2 separate regions of the Oryzias latipes genome follow, and region 2 is linked to region 1. Evidence: chromatin contacts called from public Hi-C data. All regions are on one chromosome and are shown on one strand. The core of a region is the stretch at or near the end of the contact, and the rest is flanking DNA. Distances in the headings are between cores, read along the strand shown.

The links. A called contact is a pair of places that touch in the nucleus more often than the background predicts.
Region 2: a contact with region 1 is called in a Hi-C map of embryo, with 2.5 times the contacts expected there. The contact joins the promoter of LOC101170160 here to the promoter of LOC101169670 in region 1. A contact is called at or near these places in 3 of 5 Hi-C or Micro-C datasets (embryo and fibroblasts).

The regions. Positions count from the first base shown.
Region 1 is chr2:18,341,393-18,347,117 of ASM223467v1, forward strand. It overlaps LOC101169670 (vasoactive intestinal polypeptide receptor), which reads right to left and starts at 3,599. Exons shown (of 13, transcript XM_020708790.2): 1 at 3,514-3,599; 2 at 2,379-2,478; 3 at 1,926-2,036; 4 at 920-1,020. The coding sequence starts at 2,418. It overlaps cfap221 (cilia- and flagella-associated protein 221), which reads left to right and starts at 3,141. Exons shown (of 25, transcript XM_023965578.1): 1 at 3,141-3,284; 2 at 3,581-3,726; 3 at 3,812-3,912; 4 at 5,693-5,725. The coding sequence starts at 3,606.
Region 2 is chr2:18,617,464-18,623,188 of ASM223467v1, forward strand. LOC101170160 (gamma-aminobutyric acid receptor subunit gamma-3) reads right to left here and starts at 2,686. Exons shown (of 11, transcript XM_023965629.1): 1 at 2,561-2,686; 2 at 2,066-2,465; 3 at 1,755-1,909. The coding sequence starts at 2,112.

The DNA.
Region 1 (5,725 bases), core at 2,349-4,848:
AGAAAATGCTCATAAATAAATTGCATTTATTTAAAATAAATCATTAAGGCATCAAACATGTTGGTTTTATTTCTTTTTATTAATTTATTTCTCTTAATTATATATTAATCACAAATTGTATAATTTGTAATCCTCTGCTTGTTTACATTTGGAAATGTAAATTTTAAATGATAGCCTAAAACTTACAAAAAAGGGGAAATTTTGGTTTTGTGTTCTTTTTTTTCTATATTCTTATCACAAATTTACAATAACGATCCAACATCCTCTTCGTTTCTTACCTTTGATGGTGTATAGTTATTAGCTAACAGCTAGCTGAATGTGCAGCATGGACTGTTAATAAAGTTTGTTCATAGTAAAGGACAGCAGAGGTCAAACTCAAAGCTTTTCTTTTTTTAATGTGGGGTTTTTGGCTCCAACTTTTTCCTGGTATTTGATCGTATCAGAACAGAGCTTGAACAACGTTGACGCTTAATTCATGAGATCTCATTTTCAGAGAAAGCTTCTTTAAAACATCTGTTGAATAGAGATTACAGCAAAACTGTTCAGGTCCCTCAGAGACATTTACGTCAGCCTGGTTGTTTGGACCGCAGTAATCCTATCAACAAATCTCTTATCAACCAGGCTGAAAAATGACCAGGTTCCCACGCTGTTCTCAGTCCAGCACAAAAAAAGATGCTTGTTACTATATTTCCTGTGCAGAGATAAACTCACAAAATCAGAATTTTATGGCATTTGACATAACGTCTAAAAACTACAAGCCTTTGGTGCTCTTTAGAGTAATGACTTCTTTTATTACAAACTGTCAATAAATGTTTCGTTTTTTTGTATTTAATTACCAGTTAGCTTCATTTTTGTCGCATTTGTTTTTAGATAAAAGGTGAGTTTTAATGTTTTAAAAAAAAGGTGAAAAGGAGCCGACCTCATTGAGAAAGTGGAGAGTGACATTGAAGACGCAGGCGTCCTCATATGGGATAAAAAGTTCTGTCCATCCGTTGGCTGTGCAGTTTCGCTGCACTTTACCTGCAAAATATACAAAAACTCCATTTGTCCCCTTTCAAATTTAATTAAAATTCAGTTCAAATATGCTAATAAGGGGGTGTTGCCACAATTTAAACAAAGCACCAGACACCATTTCTTGTGTTGAAATGTGTTGTTTGCCCTTTTAATTTAAACTTTTACTGTGTTTTTTTGTAAAAAAACACAACACAGTTTACTCGTTTTTATTTTCTATTTTCTGCATTATCAGGCATGTAAATCTGACTTTATAATCTGGGTTTTTTGTTTGCTTTTTGGCCTTTCATCCATCTATTTTCCATTTTCTTTTAAAAACTCTCCAGGCAAAGATTGACGTATAAATTACATTTTTGTTTTGGCTCCAAGTGTTGATGATGACAGAAAGCAGTGAAAGTGAATCAATAAAACATTAATCTGCTTTGGAGCAGTTTTTCCCCCAAAAGGACAAATAAAACCCCAGAGGATTCAGTTCCACAGAAAGATTATGAGTTAATGTATCAGAAACAAATGTCTTTTAAAGGGGAAAAGGGCCAAACAGTTCTGATCTTTGAGAAAGGCATCGCCACCTTAAAGAAAAACCTCCAATATGCAGATGATACGCTGCTTTATTTAAGTTATTTCTAATGTGAAATATCGTATGTTACGTAAATGCTACATAACGTACAATAAAATAAGGACCATGTCACTCTATCAGATAAGCTTCTACTACTTTTTATAATTTATTACGCCACCTATTATTGTCATCCTGCATTATGCTTTTGTTTTCCCTGGCCTCCTTGTGTAAACACACCTTTTATGGTTGACCGTGTAAACACAGAGGTGGAACATTCCTCACTTTCCTATGGAAACAGGCGAACTGCAGCCATGCGCTGTGAAATAATGCAGGTTAAACCAAAGTTTGAGCATCTCACCTTCAGAATGGAAGAACTCAGGACACAGTTTAGAGACGGTTTCGCCGAGGGGAGCAGCAGGCCAACAGGTCAAGTTGTCCCACATCCCGCTGCATTGCACGCTGATGTTTTCTTAAGAGAAAGAACGTGAAAATAACAAGTTAAACTGTTAAAATAGTAGCTTAAATACACAGACGGAAAAAGTGCATACATGGATGGAAAATATTTAATTGATAATATCAATAATGACCAAAAAAAGTTAAAAAAATATACACTATTTATCTGTAGCTTTTGTCGGTGCACTTTTCGATGTAGCCACTAGATGTCACTAAAACACTGCTTTCAAAGTTTTTCCAACCCTTAATATCAGCTTTTTTTAGATGCTAAAAAGACAGAAAATACCTTTTTTGTATATATATATATATGATTATTATTGAAAATACTTTTAAAAATCGCGTTAATGTAAAAACATACCTGTTGATTTGAGTGACTTATGAAACAGCAGATTCCTCATGCAGTCTTCCTCTTCTTTAACAAGTTTGACATTAGGATGACAGTCAAGGAAAGACTTTGCCTGCAAAAGTAACACAGAAAATACAAATAAAAAAAAGAATTTCAAAATAAAAATGAGGCCAATTCATGTTTAGATTTAGCTCTACTTAGTACCATACAGATGTAAGAAGAAACAGTTCTCACAGGGGTCAATAGCAACACTCCCAGGATCCCAACTTTTTCCATCATTTCCAAAAGGTAAAAGTTTCCTGGAGATGGGCTAATAAATCCTTAAAAAAAACTAAACACAGGCTAGATCAACCATCCTGTCCTCCGGAGGATACATGAACCATGAAAATCAAACTTGTGTGTGTCAGTAATCATCCCGTGTATCTGCAGGACAATCTCAACAACTCTGCCATAAAATTGTCTTTCATCAGATGACAAGTTCCTGTCAAGAATTTCAAAATAAAATCGTGACCCGCCGACAGCTATAAACACAACCCGTAAATATATTTTTGATTGACAAGATCTTCAAAAACACTTGTAAAAGATTGAATATATGTATTTTCTTAATAAAGAGGGTAGCTTAAAACATGTAATAGTTGTTGTGTTTCAAATATTTTGAAGGCGTACTGCACATCGTCGGGCCTTGTGGCTGGAGTGCTGACGGCAGTTTGATTGAGGGAGCGGGTAGCCAATCGCGTTCTTCCTTTGAAACGTGTTCCCGCTCTTCTTTGTCATTTGGGTCGCCATGGTAACAAGAAGACCCCCCCCTCGCCCCGTCGTGTGTCGTTCACCGGTGAATAAACAACACAACGAAATGAAGCGCTCGTGCCAGAATACAAACAGATAAATAAATAAAGCGACCGTTCATCTTTAATAAAAGTAAGTCATAAATGGAAGGTTAAAACGTTTTATGGGTAAATGTGGACAAAGTTTGTGTTTGTGAAGTCAAGTTAACTAATAGCTAAAGTCTAATTTGTTAGCCTCTATGCTAGCTATTTTTTGTTGAAATGGGTTTTCTAAGGGGGTTTTGGAGCTGAATTTTAGCTGAAAGTGCAATAAAATAATTATTAAATTTCCCCGTGAGTCAGCTAAAAGGTCTCAAAATTACCTGTTCTGTATGTAGACACCATGAGTTTTGATGCTGCAAACTTTCCCTCCTTCATCCTCCTCACAAGGAGCTGGAGTTGACCTTCCTTCAGGATGGATGTGGCTTTTTCTGGGCTCCAGATGCTCCCTGAGACCCCCAGGACAGCGAGGCCCCTGCCCCTGAGACAGCTGGTGGAGGAGAGCCGGAAAACGCCCAGGCAGCTGCTGGAATCCAGTAAAAACGCCTTGAAAAGCCTCATTTTTTTCCTCTTTTTTTTTTTCCGCCTTTCTGCCTAATTCTTGGTTCTTTGTCTTTGTAGAGACTGTTGCCAACCCAAAACGCAACAGCCAGGTCCAAGCAGAACCGCCAGAACTTCATTTCAGTGGCTTTCAGCTGAACAAACATTATCAGAAAACTCTGGTACAAAATTTATTTTTGTTAAATTTAAAGCTTTGTAAAAAAAACAAAAAAAAACGGGGGCCATTCAAATATTTCACATGCTTTTACATGTAAAACATTAAATCCAGATCTGAAAAAGATTAAAACATGAATAGATTGAGAAAGATTATATAAAAAACAATGTTTTGATGTTATAAAATAGAAATTTTTTACTTCAAGTCCAAATAAAGACCTAGAGATGACAGGATAGTTTTAATAATTTGAGCATAAATGTCCTCTAAATGGTTAATGCTTAAACGCCACACGTTAACATTTAAACCCTTATGAAATGCACATATTGTTTGTTTGCCCATTTTACATCAAATATTAATAATTTTCTCACTAAAGGATAAAAAAAATAATTCAGTAACTTCTAATCTACATTGTGAGTCATAAAGCAGCATTTCCAGAACAAGGATACACATTTATTGTTTTAAATATGATCCACTACTAACCTTGTTTTTTATTCCTTTATGTTGACTTAATCTCATTTATTTACACTCAGTTTTATTGTGTGGCACTTTTTATGTCAACAACACAAAGTACTTTACAAGTATACAAATCGACATGACCTAAAAATAGCAAACAAATGTAGCAATTAATAAGATAAAATCAAAAAATAGAATTTAACATTACAAATCGGAGTAAGTCATGTCAGAATTCGCAGACGGTGGGAATTAATTTTTGCAAACTCAATGACCCCTCCCCCTTACTCAAAAGAATTATGACATCACAGCCGGAGAAACCTTAACAAAAAATGAATGGGCCCACAATCTCTTATGGGGCTCAGAAATAAATTCAAAACACACATGTCTGAGATATTCAAAGGAAGTTTTAAAATTATTATGGGATGGCCACAGGACTTGCAGCCATTTTTCCACAATATGGCAAAAAAAAACACCTGTTTGCACAATCTTCACAAAATTTGACCTCAACTGAAGTTTCATCGTCCTTTGAGCTCAGGAAGAAGGCGCCATTTGGAATTAAAAATAAAAAAAAATCCCCGTCAGGACCAGCAAGAAATTTAAACTCCTCCACTGGATTTCCATCTACCCCCCCCCCCCCCCCCCCCCCCCCCCAAGTCCTCAAGCCTCATTGGACAGCTGTTAAAAAAAAACAAAAAACGTTTTGTAGGTTTTGATCGTTGAGTGTTAGTGGCGTTCCAATGATCCTTGCATATTTTTGACCGAAAACATTGTCAAAATGTGATACATGAATCCTTAGTCCAAGCTCAACGGAACAATGTATATGAACGTGATAGGAATGTTGTGTGCGGTTAATAAAAAAAAAACACCAGTTGCCACAGAAATTAAAAAAAAAAATTACTTTTGCCAATTCTTCTAAAAATGAGATAGACCTGTTCGTCACCCCCAGGTGACCAAAAAAAATAGTATAGTTGCTATGGAGATAGAACCAAAAGAAAAGCCGCCATTTTGATAAAAGCTTTTGTCAAGTGCAGCTCTGACCAGGGGGGATGCTGGTTGACGGGGGAGAGCAGGGGTGCGTCAAGAGGGGGTTAACTACCATCGCCACTCCATGCATCCAAAGTCCACATAGAAGGGACACATCCGGAACTCAAACCAGGGCCTTCTCACGGGGGAGGTGCTAACCGCCACACCACCGTACAGCCCCTATTCAACTTCCGTTTAGGGGCAGATTTGACTGGGCTGGATAGAAACCCTGCGACCATGGAAACGGGTCCTTCAAGTGCCAACCGATGTGATCAAGGTAACCGCTTCTCCTTCTCCCCCCACCTCACCAGAAACTCATCAACGTCTCATCAGAGGCCCTGAGG
Region 2 (5,725 bases), core at 1,436-3,935, 280 kb after region 1:
TAGCTGGAAGTCTTTGGCATCTTAGCTAGTTTCTTTTCCTCCGCTTAGTCATATGCTTCAATTTAGCTGGTCATCCTCAGAAAAAGATCAGTAGTCGTGCCAGAAAACGTGGAAATAGTGTAAAGTCTAATGCTACCATTGACCTTAAATAGACTACAGGATCAGCCTAAACATTCACTATCGAGAGGAAACTGTCACATCTTCCTGAAATGTTTTCCATAAGTGCTTCTTCTTTATGAGCAGACAGTAATAATTTACTTGTGGAAAGTCACATCCTTGTTTTTCCAGCTCTGTTCGTGTAATTGTGGTCGGCATCTCGAGCTATCCAATATGGCGTCCAACTTTGCGAACACAACAAGCTAGCATAGCGACTCTTGCCTATGCAACTCGTTGGTTCCATGCATTGTGAATAAACTGACGGGACTGAGCTTAGTTTGTTTTAGCATCATCAGTCCGTTTCTTTACGTGTTGCTAATAAGGTTACAGGTGTTGTGAATACACCGACACGGCTGACGCTTCCATCGTGGTTAACGTGTAGCGTGTCAGGTCACGGTATAAGTTCTAGTCTGACTGATGGGCAAATCTTTGACTTTCATCTCGCTTAGCGGGCCTTTGAATAAACATTTCAAAAATATACCATTCATTGACGGTGCGCCCTACAGTTCCGAAAATACATCGTGTATCACTTTTATCACTAAATCTAAAAAAAATTTATTAATACCAAATAAAGCTGCTAATATTGACTGAAAATAGCAACAAATCAGCTTAATTACCAAATTACTTTGGAGGGTCAACTATAAAAATGTCTTTATCTGTTTTTAAATTGAGATTTAAAAGTTTACCAAATGGGTTATATGTATTTATGTTTGGAAAAATGTTATAAAAGCTAAAATTATAAACACCGTAAATTCTTTTTTAACAAATTCTCGGCGATCAGTGCTCCAGAAGTAATGCACAAGCAGGAGAACCTCTTTCTTTACGCAAAACCTGTTTTAACAAATTCCATATTTTCTCAGCAAACTGCAAGAGTCAACAGAAGAGCCAACAAATGGATGAGACTGCTGATTTGAAGAAGCATAATGAGCATTGCCAGCACAGAAAGTGATTAAGAAAACAGAGTGCTGAGGGGGAAAGTCTGTTTCTTTCCAGAATAAGATCATGAAAATGCAGCCCTGCCCCACCCTGCAAAAACTGCCCTCATTCCTTCCCTAACACCCCCCAGAATGCTCGCTCAGCCCCTGGAGCTTGTGCAGACCACCGGCGACGACTCTCCAGCGTCAAAAAGCAGCTTTTTGATTAGAGGCCTCGCCGAAAGACAACTTTGTGCCTTCGGAGAAGCTCTGATCTCTGATTGCACGGCGAGTGACCCAGGAATGAAAGTGGGTGCAATCAAGGGAGGACTGAAACAGCACAAACACTATCAAAAATAAAAGACTAAAAAAATAACCAAGAAAGAGAAACGATGGGTTAAAATAGACCAGAAATTGCTTCTCCCTATCATTCGACCTTATATATCTTTTTAATACTTCACGCTTGTTGTCAAATCTATAGCTGGGTGGTGTCAAATTTCTCCCCCCATGTGGGACTAAAAAAAAACAATATTACCTTAATAATAAGCCTGGATTATGACAACAATAACAAGCAAACAAAAATCAGCCTTCACTTAGAGAACAGCTTTGATGATGAATTCAGCACCAAACCCCCCCCCCCCAGCAGCATTTATTTGTCCGGGGGGGGGGGTCTGGTCCCCTTACCTCCTATGTCTGGCCGCAGAGTCTTGTCGTACTCCCTCAGCAGGTTGTTGAGGATCAGAGTGGCGTCCTCCTGGTGCGACCTGGGGACCAGCATCTGACTGACGGTGGAGTCGTGGAGATCTTCATCATCGTCGCCATATTCCAATAAATCACAACTGAAATTAAAGGGTAAAATCCTTCAAAACTTTAACATTTTTTTTTGTTCAACATCACCTACTGTTTCAATTTACCTTCAAGAATATTAATAAAAATTGTTCATGGTTGTTGTTTTTTTCTTAAATAAACATCTTAATTTATCAAGACAAACTCACCGAGCACGGAGCGCGAGGAGCAGTGTGACCACTAGCTTGATTGTCATTTTACCGCGCGCGGACCACCTCAGCTCACAGGAAACTTCTGGACAGTGAGCCTGCGCGCGCGCCCTTGCCGCGTGCGAGCGCCGTTTACAGTAGAGCCATCAATCTGAACTTCCTCATCCGCCCACGCGCCTTCTCCCGCGCGTCATGTGCGACCCGCACAAACACGGAGCGGTCTGCCTGCTCCTCTCCTCTCCTCTCCTCTCCTCCCCCCCTCCCCCCCGCGCGCTCCACGCAGGAGGGCTTCCTCCGGGAGGCTCCCGACGATCAATCAGTGAGGAGTCCGGCGGAGGAGAACTTTGAGGGAGGGGGGGGGGGGGGGGTGGATCCAGCGGCGTCTCCCTCCGCCTCTTCTCTGTGGGCAATAGGGGTGGGTGGGGGGGCCTTGAGTAGGGGAGCACCCTCTCTGACTCACACCCGAAAAGTGCAATTAGCGGCGCAACTATTTACCTGGAATCCGCTGTTTGTGGCCAAAGCTTCCTCCCAAACTTTGATTCTCCGCTGTTTCAACCGTATGTCTCTGCGCATGGCTGCTGTTCAGCCCCGAAGTTCAGAATTTAGTTTGATTCGGTGGTTCAGACCTCACCTCACCGAGCGAGTTTAGGAGCTCTGCCGCCCCCTGGTGTCGGAGGAAGGGAACAACCATCTCATAGTACACCTGAAAGCAAATATTATTGATATTTTTTATTAAATACTCAGCCATTTATGTTACTTTCACCGTAAAATTAAAGCCTACTCTGGGACTTCATTTTATGTTTAATTTTGACTTGTTTTCATAAAATAATGCATAAAATCATGCATCCATGGCCCATCCGAATATTCTCTCTTTTACTTCATTTAATTTGATTTTACGTCTAACATACGTTATGTCGTAATAGTGTATATAGGTGTAGATTCTACTTGTTGTTAAATGTGATTACTTTTGCATTTTTGCACATTTTAAATACGCTTTTATTCTTTTTGCACATTGCCGTTGTTCTTCTTTTTTCTCTATTTTGCACTGAACTGCTGTAACAATTGAATTTCCCCAACATGGGATCAATAAAGAATATATTTTCTTATAATAAATAACTAAACTAAATTTAATATTCTGTACCAGCTTGAGTGTGAATTAAAATGAAAAAATAAATAAAATGCACTGTTTGTGCAACTTTTTAGTTTTATTATGCAGAATATTATAATGTTTTTGAACTTTTAAATTCCAGATACACATAAGGGGCAGAACTCATGAGGGGATTCTCCTCTTTTTCTGCTTACTTACATAGGAAGAATTATCTTTAAAATGTATTTTACTTTTATATGAAAAAAAAACAAGGCTCTGACTTGTGATAAATGTGAAATTCTAACTAAAAGCATGAAGGTTTAGCAGGTTCGTAACTACACTTCTGTTTATACGTCACAGATTGGTGCTGCAGAACTGATTATTTCTCCCACCTGGTTTTAATTGGACTCACCACAGCTGTTCCTGATGAAAGCGTTTGTGTTGCACTTCTGTTTTTATTCCAGTTTTCTCTATTGTTCCTATGCTTAATTGATCATTTCAACTTATTTTTAAATGTTCAGTTAAATAATGAAGGGGTTGGATTGAATATTGTTGTCGTGTATAGGCCTAAAAACAGAAAGAAATGAAATCTTTACAAAATTTTACGTGAGGAAATGACATCTCTGTGGAAAGTTAGGACCTCAGCCTCATTCCTGGGATGTACACTAATACATCTGTAATATAAATGAAAGGATGTATGGATGACTGATCTTCACTTACTGAGGTATTTTGGTAAAGACCAAATGTTTCCACAAGCAGAGGTTGGAATTTCATCCCCTCGTCTGGCACTTCCACACTTCCGTTTGCTTGGCTGTGGATATGATAAACTGCACATAATCAATCCTAAGGTCGGCGCTGATGCACGCTGGCCAGAGTCGGCGGCGAGAAAAACAAGTGTTTGTCATCAGGCCGCAGCAGCTTACACTGGAGGGGAAGCACTTTGCTGTGAGGGACCTCCTGACTGGGGAGGGAAGAGCAACTTAAGCAGAGCTAAATCCCTGTTCTAACAGATGTGTGGCAGATCAGGCCGTCACAGTGAAGGCTGAAGAAAGGCGGGCGGCTGCCTCTTCGTCAGAAACTGAAGCGGTCCTGCAGCTTCAGCGTTCTGGAGAGGCTCTGGGCTGCCAGGAAAACAGCTGCTGCTTCAGGTCTTCAGAGGAGGACAACACCTCCATTGTTGCACAATTTGGGATGTTCAGAGGTCTTAGAAAACAAATACAACCTGGAAATAGATTTATTATAAATTTAGGCAAAAGGACAAAATAAAGAAAACCCAAGATTTTATATTTTTCTTTAGCTTTAGATTTCTGTGCTGCTTATCCTTTTTAGGATTTTTTTTTTTTTAAATATTTGATTTGTATCATTTCACAATTATTGTTTCTTCTTATCGTTAGCTAAGTATTGGCCTACAGAGTTTCAAAATAAAAGGCTGTCATTCAACTCGAAACTTTTCAAAAGAAAATTATTCAGAAAAATCGTGCAACTTGAATAAAACCAGGGGGTATTCCAGAAAGCAGGTTATGCTAGCTCCCACGATAAGTTTGAGGCTAAGAAAGTTGATAACCTCAGCTTTCGGTTCCAGAAATGGAGGTATGTTTCAGGGTAGGTCATGTTACCATGGCAACTCATGCTCTGAACATAACCTGGTCCGGAGCAGGTTTAGTTGAAGGTTACTTTGTTTACAGAGAGGTGAAGCAGCATGGCGTGTCCATTTGAAGATGATTTAGTGGATGAAAAAGCTCAGATAATACTTTTTCCACCATGAGAGCGTGATAAGACCACATATGGATGTTGGAAAGATAAACTTTTTTACTTTGATGTAACGTAATTATTTGCTTCAGTTAAGATAAATCATTGTTTTTGTTAGAAATTTTTTTGTTGAAAATAACACGTAGTTTTCAGACAGTTATTTTCCTTTCGTTCAAATTAATTAAATTAAGTAGGTGTAACTTTGATGCTGCTGTTAGATCGGCACCGCAAGGGATTCTGGGATATCATTCCCTTTGCCTGTCTGGACGGATTTGGGTTTAAGTGTAGGTTTTTTACAAAATGTGTTTAGTTGTATAGCTGTTTTACTGTGTTTCACCGTGTTTGGCCGAGCTATTTTGTCCTACTATGCTTACGTCTCTGCACCATGAGTGAGAGTAAAGGATAGGATGATGAGTTTATATAGCACCCCTACCGCTTAGTACTGTTTTGACAGTGACGGAAAAATCTTCAGTGAGTTTTTGCACTCGGTGCATTTTTTTCCGTTCTTTTTATTGTTGTAAAAATGAGCATATCTGCCCGGCTCAAACTTAGACATATGAAAGTTCAAGAAATATAAGTAATTAAGATGGAAAAAAGATTAATGGAGTAATGTGTCATTTAGTTAGATAAATACGTAAATTTGAGCTGTATAAACAATTATTGCGTTTGAATAAATTTAACTAAATTATTTAAATTATTTTTCAGCCGTGTTACTTTTTTAATGGACTTATAATTTTTAACCGCCGTCATTAAAATTTCAGACTCCGTCTCACTTCCGTCTCAAGTGTCGCGCTTTCTTTTTTTTTCTCCACGCGTTTCCATGG